3 separate regions of the Zea mays genome follow, and regions 1 and 2 are each linked to region 3. Evidence: chromatin contacts called from public Hi-C data. All regions are on one chromosome and are shown on one strand. Each heading gives the region's core, a stretch centred on a gene start, on an enhancer-like site or on the middle of the called end of the contact. The rest is flanking DNA. Distances are from core to core; before and after follow the strand shown. Region 1 holds the start of LOC100191502 (Serine carboxypeptidase-like 19). Region 2 holds the start of LOC100304222 (Calmodulin-binding receptor-like cytoplasmic kinase 3). Region 3 holds the start of LOC100383709 (Ankyrin repeat family protein).

What was found. Hi-C and Micro-C count contacts between places; a contact is called where the count stands out from the background.
Region 1: a Hi-C map of leaf shows a contact between it and region 3, with 4 times the contacts expected there. The contact joins the promoter of LOC100191502 here to the promoter of LOC100383709 in region 3. A contact is called at or near these places in 5 of 25 Hi-C or Micro-C datasets (ear, leaf, root tip and 1 more).
Region 2: a contact with region 3 is called in a Hi-C map of leaf, with 6 times the contacts expected there. The contact joins the promoter of LOC100304222 here to the promoter of LOC100383709 in region 3. A contact is called at or near these places in 9 of 25 Hi-C or Micro-C datasets (bundle sheath, ear, endosperm and 3 more).

What each region holds. Positions count from the first base shown.
Region 1 is chr1:109,427,126-109,431,627 of Zm-B73-REFERENCE-NAM-5.0, reverse strand. LOC100191502 (Serine carboxypeptidase-like 19) reads left to right here and starts at 2,306. Exons shown (of 6, transcript NM_001136934.1): 1 at 2,306-2,741; 2 at 2,861-3,006. The coding sequence starts at 2,557.
Region 2 is chr1:109,467,603-109,472,264 of Zm-B73-REFERENCE-NAM-5.0, reverse strand. LOC100304222 (Calmodulin-binding receptor-like cytoplasmic kinase 3) reads left to right here and starts at 1,913. Exons shown (of 8, transcript NM_001328350.1): 1 at 1,913-2,183; 2 at 2,304-2,625. The coding sequence starts at 2,319.
Region 3 is chr1:109,091,842-109,096,406 of Zm-B73-REFERENCE-NAM-5.0, reverse strand. LOC100383709 (Ankyrin repeat family protein) reads left to right here and starts at 1,490. Exons shown (of 2, transcript NM_001349056.1): 1 at 1,490-1,760; 2 at 3,490-4,360. The coding sequence starts at 1,564. The coding sequence ends at 4,069.

The sequences.
Region 1 (4,502 bases), core at 1,057-3,556, 330 kb before region 3:
GTTGAGCGGCGTAGCTTTCACCTGTGCCCAGCGCCTTTCACTCTGCGAAGTCGAGCCTTCGACCACGTCGGGACTATCTTGCTATGTGGGATATTCCGAGCCGACGGGGCGCCTTCGCAAGGCTGCAACGAGCCCCCCTCAAACAGTGTGGCCCTTTTCGCTCCAACGCCTCCGACAGCCCCAGTCTAGCATGTCTCAGCAACGCCCTTATCTGCTCTGGCTAGAAGAACTCTCTTGTAATATAAAAGATAACGTGCACCAAGGACTATCTCGCTAGTCGTATGCCGCTGAAAATACCGATAGACGCCGAAAATCATCTCCGGTCCCGTTGTGTTGTGAATTTCTCCTATATGTCTGAGGAAATTCTTGATTGAGAAGCAGCAAGATAATTTCTCGAGGCATTATGTCTCAAGGACGAGGACCTTATATATGCAGCGTAAAGATAGAAGAAGCCATAAATTCACTACCGGAATCACGTTCTTTGCCGAGTGTCTAAGACACTCGGCAAATGCCATTTTACACTCGGCAAAGCCTTTGCCGAGTGTAACACTCGACAAAGAATACTCGGCAAACATTTTATCGGCAAAGAGTTCTTTGCCGAGTACTTTTTTCGGACACTCGACAAAGACTTTGCCGAGTGTCGAAAAACACTCGGCAAATTAAGAATCGAAAAAAATCCAAAAAAACAGCAAAACATTTTTTAAAAATTATAGGAACAACTCTCCAACCATACCTCTATTACCACATCGCCCTATAATTTTTCACTATTATTTTGAAATAAATTTACATGTTTTATAAATTGTGAGATTCTAACTCGCAACCTCTCTCGCGCATACCCTTCTATAACACTACACTACTACATCAATTATGTCTATATTACGTTTTCATTCCTCATGTACTATAACAAACCAAGAATAATTTGATTATTTAAGGCACTAAATGAATTCATTTGAAAATGTGACCAACTATAAAGTTGCATAATTGTTTGAGATCTACAAGTTCTATTTTGACAGTTTCTACATCTGATGCCGTTTACAAAATTTGAATTTCAAACTTGAAAACTTCACATAAATTTTTCAATGATAAGATGATTTCAAATCAAAAAGTTGTCAACTACAGAGTTTCATTACATTTCAAGATCTACAACTTTTATTTTGGTGGTTTTTTTCATCCGAGGTAGTTTGAAAAAAATTCAAATTTTAAAATTCAAACATAGTTTTGCATGACAAGATGATTTCAAACTAAAACATTGTCAACTACAAAGTTTCATAACTCTTCAATCCCTACAACTTTTATGTTGGTGGTTTTTTCTTTCGAGGTCGTTTTCAAAATTCAAATTTTAATTTTTTAAATTCAGACGTAGTTTTTGTTGACAATATGACTTCAAATGAAAAAGTTGTCAACTACAAAATTCTATAACTTCTCAAGATCTACAAAGTTTATTTCGGTTGGTTGGTCATTTATTCACCTCGGATGATGGTTCTAACAATATGCATAAATTCTATACATCTCTCTCATAGTTTCATAAACTACGAGAGAAATATATGTTTTATGAACAAATTTATTTTTATTTTGTCATATGGAGAAATGTTCAAAATATAAATTGTACATCATGATGAGTTATACAAATTTGTAGTTGAAAACTTTTTCATTTGAATTAATTTTCTGCTTTAAAATTTGATTTTTAAATTGTATTTGCCTAGTGTTGAAAAAAAGCACTCGGCAAAGAGCTCTTTTGCCGAGTGTTATATTTTTGACACTCAGCATAGAAGCTTTTTGCCGAGTGTCAAAAAACACTCGACAAAGATGTCTTTGCCGAGTGTCAAAAATAAAACACTCGGCAAAAAGTTTCTTCGCCGAGTGTTTTTTTCTTTTACCGATGGTTTTTTACGTGGCACTCGACAAGCCCGAAAAAAACACTCGACAAAATATTTGGTACTCAGCAAAGAGCCAAATTCTGGTAGTGATTAAATGGAACATATTACAATTATTCTTGACGAAACAAATTCAGATTTCGTTTTGGAAAAGAAACGTTGCATTCTCTCTCTCTCTGAAGCAATCAACATATCTACTGGACACTCGCAACGCTAGCTATATTAACCGCGATATTAGAAAACTGGACAAGGTAGCAAATAAATTTAGCAGAAGGTCGGATCTAATAACTAAACCCCTTGCCTATCAATTTATCTATGCAACGGCAACCGGTCTGGCAAACAAGAGCAGTCGACCGAGATGACTCGGTGGTACATGTTACGTCATATATTTCCGAGTGTTTAATTTTCAGCTCTCTACACTTTGGCCCATAGCGCGCGCGAAGGAGACGGATAAACGCACACGCGCGCGCGTAGCTAAGCTAGCTAGTCCATATGTTTGCGTCGCGGACCACCACTCCACAATACACAAAGCGGCTGCGGATGTGAGTACTATAAAGAAAGCGATGAGGCGCCAGGCCGGTAGCCAAGGATCGAGTCGTTTAATTTTCTACTAGGAGCTAGCAGCGAGCGGGTTATTTGCAACGACGGCATCGTCTTGGCGTTGGCGGGCGTGTTTGGCACCATGGGCGACTACTACTACCGCCGCCGCTCGCCGCACCTCCTCCCGGCGGCGGTGCTGGCGCTGCTCGCCGTCGTCGTCGTCGTGAGCAGCAGCCTCCCGAGTGCGGCGGCGGCGGGGGCGGGCCGGAATGTGATCACGCACATCAAGGGCTTCGAAGGCCCTCTGCCCTTCCACCTCGAGACAGGGTAATGAACATCTAATTAATACTCCTATGCTAGCTAGCTAGGTAGTACTACTATAGCTGATGCATGCATGCATGCCTGCCGTGCCAGCATGCTCATCCGATCCGATATGATGCATGCAGGTACGTGGAGGTGGACGAGGAGCACGGCGCGCGCCTCTTCTACTACTTCATCGAGTCGGAGAGGAACCCGGCGGAGGACCCGCTCATCCTCTGGATCACCGGCGGCCCCGGATGCTCCGCGCTCTCTGGACTCCTCTTCGAGATCGGTCAGTTAATTAATAATAATAACTATATCATATCGATGCGCGCGTGACCTGCTGCCTCGTCGCTAATAATCCTCCGCCAATTAATCAACTGATCTACAAGAAACGTATATGCATCGGTAATTTGTTGGCGATTCGTCTCGTATCCATTTTCGATTTTTTTATATATTTATATATCTTTATTCGAAATTCCCACAACGCCTTAAAATTCCGACTGAAATTATTTATGGTCGATTTCCGTTTCTGCTAGATATCCGTGCCACGACCGGCCGGTAGACCAAATCCGCCGGCAGCACACGCAAGGACGGCGGAACATCCTAGTGTAGTTCATTTTAATTTGATTGATGGCAACCATCACCCGATATAGTATATTTGTTTATGTCCACCGTGGCCAGCTGGCACACACACAGGACATCATCCTACTATTTCCTAGCTAACTGGCCCAAAATAATTTTCCGAGCTGGCCGTCTGGACGTTTACATGGCATTAAGGGCCTGTTTGTTTTACCCCCATGGATTATATAATCTGGATTATTTTTGGAGGATTATATAATCTGGATTATATAATCTGGATTATATAATCTGAGTAGTCCTGTTTGTTTACCCAGATTATTTGAGTTGTTAATAGGATTCTTTTGTATGAGGAAGACAAGAATACCCTCTATATTTGTACTAGGTTGAAACTCATATATGAAAAAAAATAATTCAATTGACATTGGCAAATATTGCATTAGCAATATTATCACGGAAGGCATTCATGTCACCTTCTTCATCTCCAAATTGACTAGTACTAGGCGCAAAAACGATTAGGTGGATTATAATGACAATGGTGGGTAATTTCTAGGAAACTTGAAAGGGTAGTGGGGAAGTGGGAAAAAAATAATCTGAAATAAGCACCTCCTCACTTGCTTATGGATTATCATAATCCAAGGGGTTAGATTATATAATCTGGGCAAATAAGCTGGACTGTTTGTTTGCCTCTTAGGATTATTTAATCCAGATTATATAATCTGGGGGGTAAACAAACAGGCCCTAAATAGGCAAAGTTTTCTATATAGACTTAAAATGAAAATGGCATGCGTCTCACGTAATTGTGAGAGTGACGCCGAAGGACCGTGACCGAGTAGAGTGATGGCATATGGCATAGCAAATATATATGGTCACTGCCAAAACGCATGACGCCGACGATGACGGCAGGGTTCATGTCCTGCCCGATCGACCTAGGATTTGCCTATCTCTATACAGGCACACTGCGAGCCAAAGGCATTAAATATTTTTCATCTCTTTTGACGACAGCAACCCTACGTCCCTACCTTTCCGTTTACTTACTAGCAAAACGGTGCCCGTGTTTTCCGTTTCTCCGTATCCGCCAAATCCGTGGGCATTCATATCTGTAATCTACGTTCTTCTGACTGCTCGTTGTGTAAGCTGTTCTTCAGCCTGTATGGCGCAATGGATGACCCAGTTTTTCCCATCTGAATTCCGCAATTGGACAAATAT
Region 2 (4,662 bases), core at 664-3,163, 380 kb before region 3:
TGTAAGCCATCGCAACGCACGAGCAACCGACTATTATTTATTAACACATGTGTAACCTTATTTACTTAGAGTTTGTTCGTTTCATCCTTAACCCATTTAGATCGGGTGATATTAAGTCGATTTAAATATATATTAAGTCAAAATATATCCTAATACATTTCAATATGAATCCCGTAGAATTAGTGAAGAAGACCTTAAATATATTTTAGGCACTGTCGTAGAATATTCTCCACTCTTCGGTTCAAAATAAAACAACGCATCCGGTGCCTACGCTAGCCCCGCTACATATTCGTCCCTTTTGTTTTTTCAGCTCAGTAGACCTTGCGTGCGGGTTTGTCTCTGTTGTAAACTTTGATTTAGCTGATAATAACATAATCCTATTAATACGGAATGCATATGTCATGCTACTCTATTTTACTATTTTACTTTATAGATTAAGTTATACCTAAATTTCCTACTAAATTCAACATGCGACTCCGTAGAAGGTTAAAAGAAATACTTTGGGCGTCTCTAGCTGCTTATAAAAAATAATAATTGAAAAAAAGTTAAGGTACATATAAACAACATTTTTATGTTAGATGCTACTACCTCCGTTGGTTTGTATATGTCGCTGGTAGTTCAATTTTGAACTGAATAGTGTCATATAAAAAACTCGGAGAGAGTATTTCATAAAGTGCATGGGTACACAAATCTTGCAATAGACATTACGAGAATGTATGCATACAGCCGATACGAATTCTAACGTATTACCTCCCATCCCAAGATAAACATATTATCAGTATTAGATAGCAATTATTGCACATCCTACACATTATCTGGAATCAAATATAAAAAAAAGTCTTAGCGACAATGTATATAATTAATATTCTTACACAGATTTGACCTCTCATATTGATTATATTTTAAACTCTATTTAATCTATAGTATAAGGCCCTGTTTAAATACAATAGTTAGCTGTAGACATTTAAACATATGAGGTAGTAGTTCAGCTATTAGATTTAGCATGAGGCATCTAAATACCACAACTAATAATCTAGCTAACTATTAACTACTTATTTAACTATAAAAAATGGAATTTAATCACTTTCTAGTTATTGAATTCTAAATAATTTATTTTTGGAATTTATTTATTAGAAAAGGTTTCATTTCTAGGTAGGGTGTTAGTTTTTTAGCTAGTTTAACTCAGCTAAATTTAACTAATAATTAGTCACCTATTTGTTAGTCTAGGGGGTGTTTGAACGACAGTCTTGTCTTTATAGATGTGCTTATGAGTACAAGCTTTAGGGCCTGTTTGTTTACCCCCATGGATTATATAATCTGGATTATTTTTGGAGGATTATATAATCTGGATTATATAATCTGGATTATATAATCTGAGTAGTCCTGTTTGTTTACCCAGATTATTTGAGTTGTTAATAGGATTCTTTTGTATGAGGAAGACAAGAATACCCTCTATATTTGTACTAGGTTGAAACTCATATATGAAAAAAAATAATTCAATTGACATTGGCAAATATTGCATTAGCAATATTATCACGGAAGGCATTCATGTCACCTTCTTCATCTCCAAATTGACTAGTACTAGGCGCAAAAACGATTAGGTGGATTATAATGACAATGGTGGGTAATTTCTAGGAAACTTGAAAGGGTAGTGGGGAAGTGGGAAAAAAATAATCTGAAATAAGCACCTCCTCACTTGCTTATGGATTATCATAATCCAAGGGGTTAGATTATATAATCTGGGCAAATAAGCTGGACTGTTTGTTTGCCTCTTAGGATTATTTAATTCAGATTATATAATCTGGGCGGTAAACAAACAGGCCCTTACTGTTTTTTTATTGTAATGGCAAGAGTAGCAAATATCTCATGCCCAAGTTCCCAACTGCCCACTACCTCTCGTTCCCGTCTCCTTCCTCTATTCGTGTTGTCCGTTCGCTGCCGCCGTCGCCTGGTTCGCATCGCATACAGCGCCTCAGTCCAGATCGATCCTCCCTCTTCCCAGATCGGGTCTAGTTGGACGGCAGCAGCCGCCGCCGCGGCATCTGTCATATTCACGCCGCGTGTGCTCTCTCTTTCTGTCTCCCTCTCTATCTGCGACGACTGGGTGTGATACCGCAGCCGCCGCCCTACGCTGGGTTCCCGAGCCTTCGCCGATCTCTTCTCCGGCGAAGAGCGCCCACCAGGTATTTCCACACCCCTTCCCTTCCACGTCCGCTGTGCGAAACTCTAACCTCAAGCTATTTAGCTATTCGATGCCTACCAACTTCTAACTTTTTGCAAACTTTTTTGGATGCCTTTACTAGATCCGCCGCGCATCGATGTCTCCTTTGGCTCTTCTCCAAGCTCTCATCTTCATCCTGTGCTGCTCGCCTCTGGCTTCTGCTTCGTCGTCGGAGCTAACCCTTGCAGGAGCTGCTTGTGGAGATGATCAGCTTGTCATCTTCGATGCTTCTGATGGCCTCCTTAACCTGTCGGTCAATGGGGTTCTGATGCAAGATCGCGTTTTTGCCTGCCAGAAGCTCGGCTTCTACTTTGGCAGTGGATGCCTCCGCTGCAGCAACCTTTCAGATGCGTGGAGGAGTGCCGTAAAGCAGTACTGTGGTGAAGGGAGCGAAAAGAGCCATGGTATGTTGGTTCTTATTTGCTCCTAGTTGCTAAATCAGATAAGGATTGGACAATTGTTGCTGCGCTGTAGGACAATAACAGTTCAAATTGGTGTTCATACCTGCATCAGTTACTTGACTTATTTCATACATCTATCTATATCTATATCTATATACCTAATATTGAAGAGCCAAAATTTCTGCTCATTGTTTTGTCCGTCTTCCCATAACTAATTTCATGAATGTGGAAACTGTCACTGGTATGTGTCTATGGCTCCTGTTTTATTATATGACATAGGCACGACTTGGACACAGATCCTTAAAGTAACTTAAGATAGCTAGAATCCCAATCCAAATAGATCGCTCTGATCCTGAGTAAGCTGAATCCAAGTAGAAAAAGATTGAAGTAGAAAATAGATGAATCTACCTATTAGCGTCTAAATTATGTATGACTTAGACACATGTTCTTAAAAGCTAGGACTTCTAATTTAAATAGATTCATCTGATCCTAAGTAAACTGAATCCTAATCCTAATCCAAATAGAAAAAGATATAGAAGTAAAATTAGGCAAAGTCTTACTCCAATATTTTATGTCCCTTCTATATTTTTTTTGTTTAATGCAAGTAATACCTTTTGTTTCCCGAGCTATCCTAAACTCCGAATCGGTGCAGCACATCGTGTTGGATTCCACGACACGGAAATGAAGCTCCAAAATTATTGGCTTGCAAATCCAGACAATAGTATAAATATATTTGTTCTTTTATCGTCGAGTCTCGGAGCCATGGTACTGTGTCCGTTTCTTTTAATTTCACGCGTTTAGTTTCTGCTTTTTTCCATGATCCATTCAAGGCATTGGTATTGCGTCATTTTTTCACGTATGTTTCCGAACATTGACTCCGTGTCTTTTTAAATCTTTGAACTCTTAAGCCCTATCTAAAAAGAAGAGATATCCACCGCCAAGATGCTATTGCAACTTTAGTTAGAAACAGAATTTATGTTATTGTAACTAGTTCAGCTGTTGGTCTGACTAATCAAACTGTAAACTGGAATCTTATAACTGGTTCGATTTAGTTCTGAAATTTTGACCAGTTTGTTGTCCAATTTGGTATAAATAAATTTGTCTCTAAATTGTATGTATGTATCAATGCAATCCCAGATGAGGATTACCATGTGGAAAATTGAGGGAGGTCTACCATCGTAATCATCAGTGGAAAAACGAGCCCTTGATTATGGGTCCCTGAAGGAAGTCATGGATGATAATTAACTATATCTATGTGTAAATAGTATGAAAATATTTCTATGTTTTGTAATAGAAAAAAATCTATCAAGAATATACTTTACATTTGGTACAGACTTAATAAGGTATTGTCATGTTATTACCAACAATAGCGTATAATGGATGACATGGTCATCACAAAAAAAATTGTAGCTTTTAAATTTTATGGAGGGGTAAAACATAAATAGATACTTCCTCGGTCCGTATCAGATGTTTTAGAATCTCTCATGGAAATCAAAACTGAAGCCAAAAGACCAAAATACCCCTCAAAGAGTAGAGATAGAGATATCTTGGGAAAAAAGATAAATGTGTATTAGGGTTTAGGGAAATGTGAAGTGAGAATTTTGGGATAAAATTTCAATGCTACAAGATCGTCTATTTCTTTTTTCTCGAACTGTGTATTAAGAGAAAAAGGGGGTCCAGTATAGAATTTCGCCCCCTTCCGGACCAAGCAGAGAGGGCTGCCAAAACAAAAACAACTGAGACTAACTAAACAGACAGTATGGGTACAACCTGACCAACACTCAGAAAACCACTAACTAATATGATCTATTTTGGGACAGAGGAAGTATGTTATCATCCCTGTTGTCGTTCTCCATTAGTGTTTGATTGTTTTTTTCTCCCATTGCAACACACTGGCATGTTTGCTAGTGACTTCTAATAGATAAGATATGGATATGAAGTCTATCTCTGGAACAGTGGTGTAGAATGTAGAACGTAGGCTATTTTGTGGCATGGTTTTTTGTTCTATTATGCACTGTAGATGATGGGATCAGGAACTTT
Region 3 (4,565 bases), core at 241-2,740:
GGTGCAAAAATTATGGCAAAGGTGTAAGCATATATAAAAGTAAAATGTAAAACTAAAGTATGATTCATACAACACAACATATAAGAATATATGACAAACAATTTCGTATCTAATTTAATATGTAGACAAATTGCAAATTAAAATAATCACCTCTCATATGTTGATAGGCTTTATCCTCTCCCATTCAATATAGTTTGCCTGGTCTTTATCTGTCTTCCACATTTGAAATTAGTGTTCGATGTATCCAAAGTATCCAAACCCACATTTTAGACCTACCATATTGTACTCCTCCAGCCATTTCTCTTCCTCGCAAGCCAGCAGCTATTTGTTTATCTTCTCCATGATTTCTCTCCCATACGGCTCCTCTCTAGCTTTCGTTATCTGTTTGTCATTGCTGGCCAAGAGCTTAGAAGGATTCACGAGACCTAGTAAATTTTGTCAGCATTAAAAATATCAAGCATCTGAATCAGAGTCGATTAGTAAGTACATGTACTGTAAATAGGAATGTCAGATTCTGCAGAGACCATGTCACGACAGGTAGGAAAAACCACATGATGGCTCATTAGTTTCTAAATTCATTTCTGGGTACTGAGATTGAATCGAACCGATGCAATTGAAAAAAAGAAAGAACAATCAGAGCACATGTAGGCTTGCAGATCTCATTTCACCCTCGCATGGCACCTGACAAGGAGGATGTACGTCGTCTCCACTCCTTTATTTGCCTCATCCTCCTCACTGTTGTCAGCCACTATTTACACTTCATCATTCCCTTCCTCGTTGCTTGCAAGGAGGTTGGTGTGCGCACTGACTAATTGATCGGAATAGAGCCCGCTCGCGATAATTTCGTCGCGACCGGAGTGGGGGTTCGTTGGAGGGGGCGGGGCGGGACGGGAATCGACGGACCGGGTGGCGGCGATGCATCGAAGGAGAGCCCGGGCGCATGGTCCACTCCGGCGAACCTCGAGGCGGGCGGGCGGCGACGCAGCGGAGGAGAGCCTGGGCGCATGGTCCGCTCTGGATTCGGGGGAGGAGCGATGGTTTCGGCCTTTCGGGTGATGGGGTGAACGGTCTACGGGGCTGGTTGGCGGGATCTGAGAGCGGATGATGGTGCGTGATCGTGCGGCTTAGATCATAGAACAGTAGAACGAGTGGCTGAATTGTGAAACGGCAGAACGACAGTCTACCCCTTACAGTTTTAATAAGTAGTAGAGATTGATTGATCTTATGAAACTGTGAACATACATTTAGTAAACTAGTTAGTTCAAATAATTGTGATTGTACTCAAACAATAAAATCAATATAAAAAATGGTTTAAGATTATTTCCATTTTCAGCTATATTATTAAACTTGCACTAATTGTTGAACGTGTCTGTTTGTATAAGTCCTCTATAGAATTGACAGAACTTTTAAAAGGAGAGTGTCGGACAAGGCCGAAATCCACTTTAAAAACGATGAGGCCCATTTCAGATGCTGCGAGTCTGGGACGGGTCACGGGTGAGGTCTATTCCTTCCTGCTACAGTCCAAAGTCATGGATCCAATTACCTGACCGATTCGCGAGACTGATGGGACGGCGTCACAGCGGCGGCGGCGGCCGCGGCGGCGGAAGAGGAAGAGGGCGAGGGCGAGGGCGTGGGCGAGATGAGGAAGAAGATCTTCCTCTGCACAAGGCTGCAAGGTCTGGTGATGCGGCAGCAGTGGAGTCGGTGAGCGAGTCCAACCCTCTCGCCGTCAATTCAAGGGATCGCCTCTCACGCACACCGTATGAACCACCACCATCCCTGCAAATCCTCCCTTTCCCTCCCTCCTTCCCTCTCTATCTTATTACTAGCAGAGAAGCGCCGAGTAGCCGTGCCTTGCGTTACGGATCGTTATCATCTTATTGATTGTATATAATTAGATGTCTGTCATTGAGCCTTGGTCATTAAACCCTAATACAACAAAACCTGCGAATTGCTCCTGCGGCCGCTCTTCGTTATTGCTTTTTCTTTCACAAAATGAACTAGCCTTCAACACTGCACGAATTCTGTTCATCCGACATCTTGAACTCTCCTTTCTCCATTACATATAAATGACATGACATGGTGCATCGTCTCATCTTTTCTTCTTCTAATTCATGGACATTATAAGACACTGTACATCGTTTCCCCTTATTATCTCACACAAGAACTACGGTTGAACATCCTCTAATATGTCACTAACTTGTAGTGAATTGAATGTCTTCAATATTTCGAATGCTGGAGGCCTGGAACATTTGCAGGCTGAGTTAGAATTCTCCAGTTTACAAACTGGACCTCATTGAAAGTTTGAAACCATAAGGCCAATGCTACACAACCTGCATTTGAAAGTAGGCTAAAGTTGAAACCCAACAGAAACAAGAAACCATAAGTCAAGGTTGAAGGTTCAGACACATATATAGCTGTTTTATTATGCATTCTTATTCAAGTCTAAATCTTTGGGTACATTTTGTACCTCCAAGTCTCATTTTACTACTTCACATGTCAACTTCAGTCTTCCCTAATCTCTCTTTTCATCTATCACGTCTTAGGATCTCACTATACATTGGTGCTATCCCTTGCCTATCACGTATATCATCGTTCCGGATTTGGTCCCTTTTTTATGCTACAAATACAACACAATATATGCATTTCCACAACATTTATCTACTAATCATGTTGTCTTTCAGGATAACATTCTACACCATACAATATAGCATGTCTAATCATTGTTCTATACAACTTGACATTTAGCTCTGTGGTATCCTCGTTACATAGAACATCAGATACTCATCTTCTAGTGTAAATGTTTTAATTGTTGCAGCATCCAGGAATAATTTGAGCTTGGGGCAAACTGATTTATTGGTATAATGCATTATTACTTGGTCTTTGGCGGCCACATGATCTCTCCCTAACATATTCAATCAACGCCTTCTGTTTATATCTGCAACAATGATATGACAAAGTATAGAAAGAATCTTGCTTTAGTGGAACATTTACACCCAGAATTGTGTATGCCGACAGATGGTGTGCTTTGTAATGTATGATTAAATTTATTTATTTGTCCCTTTCTTGCACCATGTATTCTGATAATTTTCTTTTAATACTTAGGGACTCAAACTTTTCCTTAGTAAAGTATCCTGCAACAAACTCATTTATCTACTACCTGTAGTTCCTGGACTTCGTTGCTAAACTCAGGACAACAGGCCGTTGCTTTGACTCATGGCTTTATCTTATCGAATGGGGTGGTTGACTGGACAACTATGTGAAATACAATATATGATGTCACACTTGCCGAACATTCTGCTAGCATCAATGCGAGTAAAATTTTAACTTTCTTGGTGTACCATTCTTTCTGAATTAATTGTCTCAAAGATAGAGACAGTAGTTTTTCGGTGAGCACTGAGCAGGAAATGATGTTGCTGTAGTAGAACCCAATGTCGATTTTGCTCTGAATTATACTGTTTCCTTGACACAAGTTATTTCCTCATTCAGACTCCACCTGGCTGCATGGGCTGGGCATGTTGATGTTGTGAGATGCCTTTGCAAGCACAAAGCTGATGTGGGAGCTGCAGCAATGGACGACACTGCAGCACTTCATTTTGCTTCCCAGAAAGGCCATGTAGAAGTGGCTCGTGAGCTGCTGGCATCTGGGGCCTCTGTGAAAGCCAAGAACCGGAAAGGCTTCACGGCGCTGCACTTTGCTGCTCAGAATTCTCACCTGGATCTTGTGAAGTACCTTGTGAAGAAAGGTGTTGACGTCACAGCAAAGACCAAAGGTGGCCAGACAGCTCTACATGTCGCTGAGGATGATGAAGTGCGTGCGTTCCTGAAGGAGTGCGAGCAATCCTTGAAGAAGGGTGCCGAGCTACCATCGGAGAAGGATGATTCTGCCGAGAAAGAGGGCGATAGCAAGTCTTCAGGTGAGGTTATGAAAGATGAGGAGGATGCAGAGCAGGGCGAGAAGAGGAAAAGCGAATTGGTTGGTGCGTCGAGTTTGTCAGGAGCAAAAAAAGCCAAAGTTTCTCTTGGTCATCTAGTTTGTGAAAATGACATGGACGAGGAAGAGGAGTGATTTCGAGCAGCCTTGACCTTGAGGATGCAATAGAAGTGCACTTCGATGTTTTGTTATGCTAGTCTTAGTCTGTACGGCGATCTTGAATGTAAAGACAAGTGCAAAGTTGAATCTCAGTTCTCATGTATTGCATGGATGAAAATTCTAAGGGCTTGTTTGGTAGGACTCTGGCTCCTTTGAAAACGGATGTAGCTCTGGCTCATTTATTTGTAGGAGCAGCTCCTCCACATGAGTCACTGTACCTCAATTTCTGTAAACCAGTTTCTTAAAAAAAAATGGGTGCTTTTAAACACGATCTAAGTGCATCATGTCAACCATGCTATGGGTACGACCAGTTATTATGTTTCTTCAAACAAAATCGTACCATCTTGCCGTACGTACACGAATTTGAGCGCTGTGAGATGCCAATCTTTGCATCCGTTCAACACAAGATGCATGAAATATTAGAGTGTTATGAGTTGATCAGCAAGACAGCAACCTAGACTATCCAGGGAAG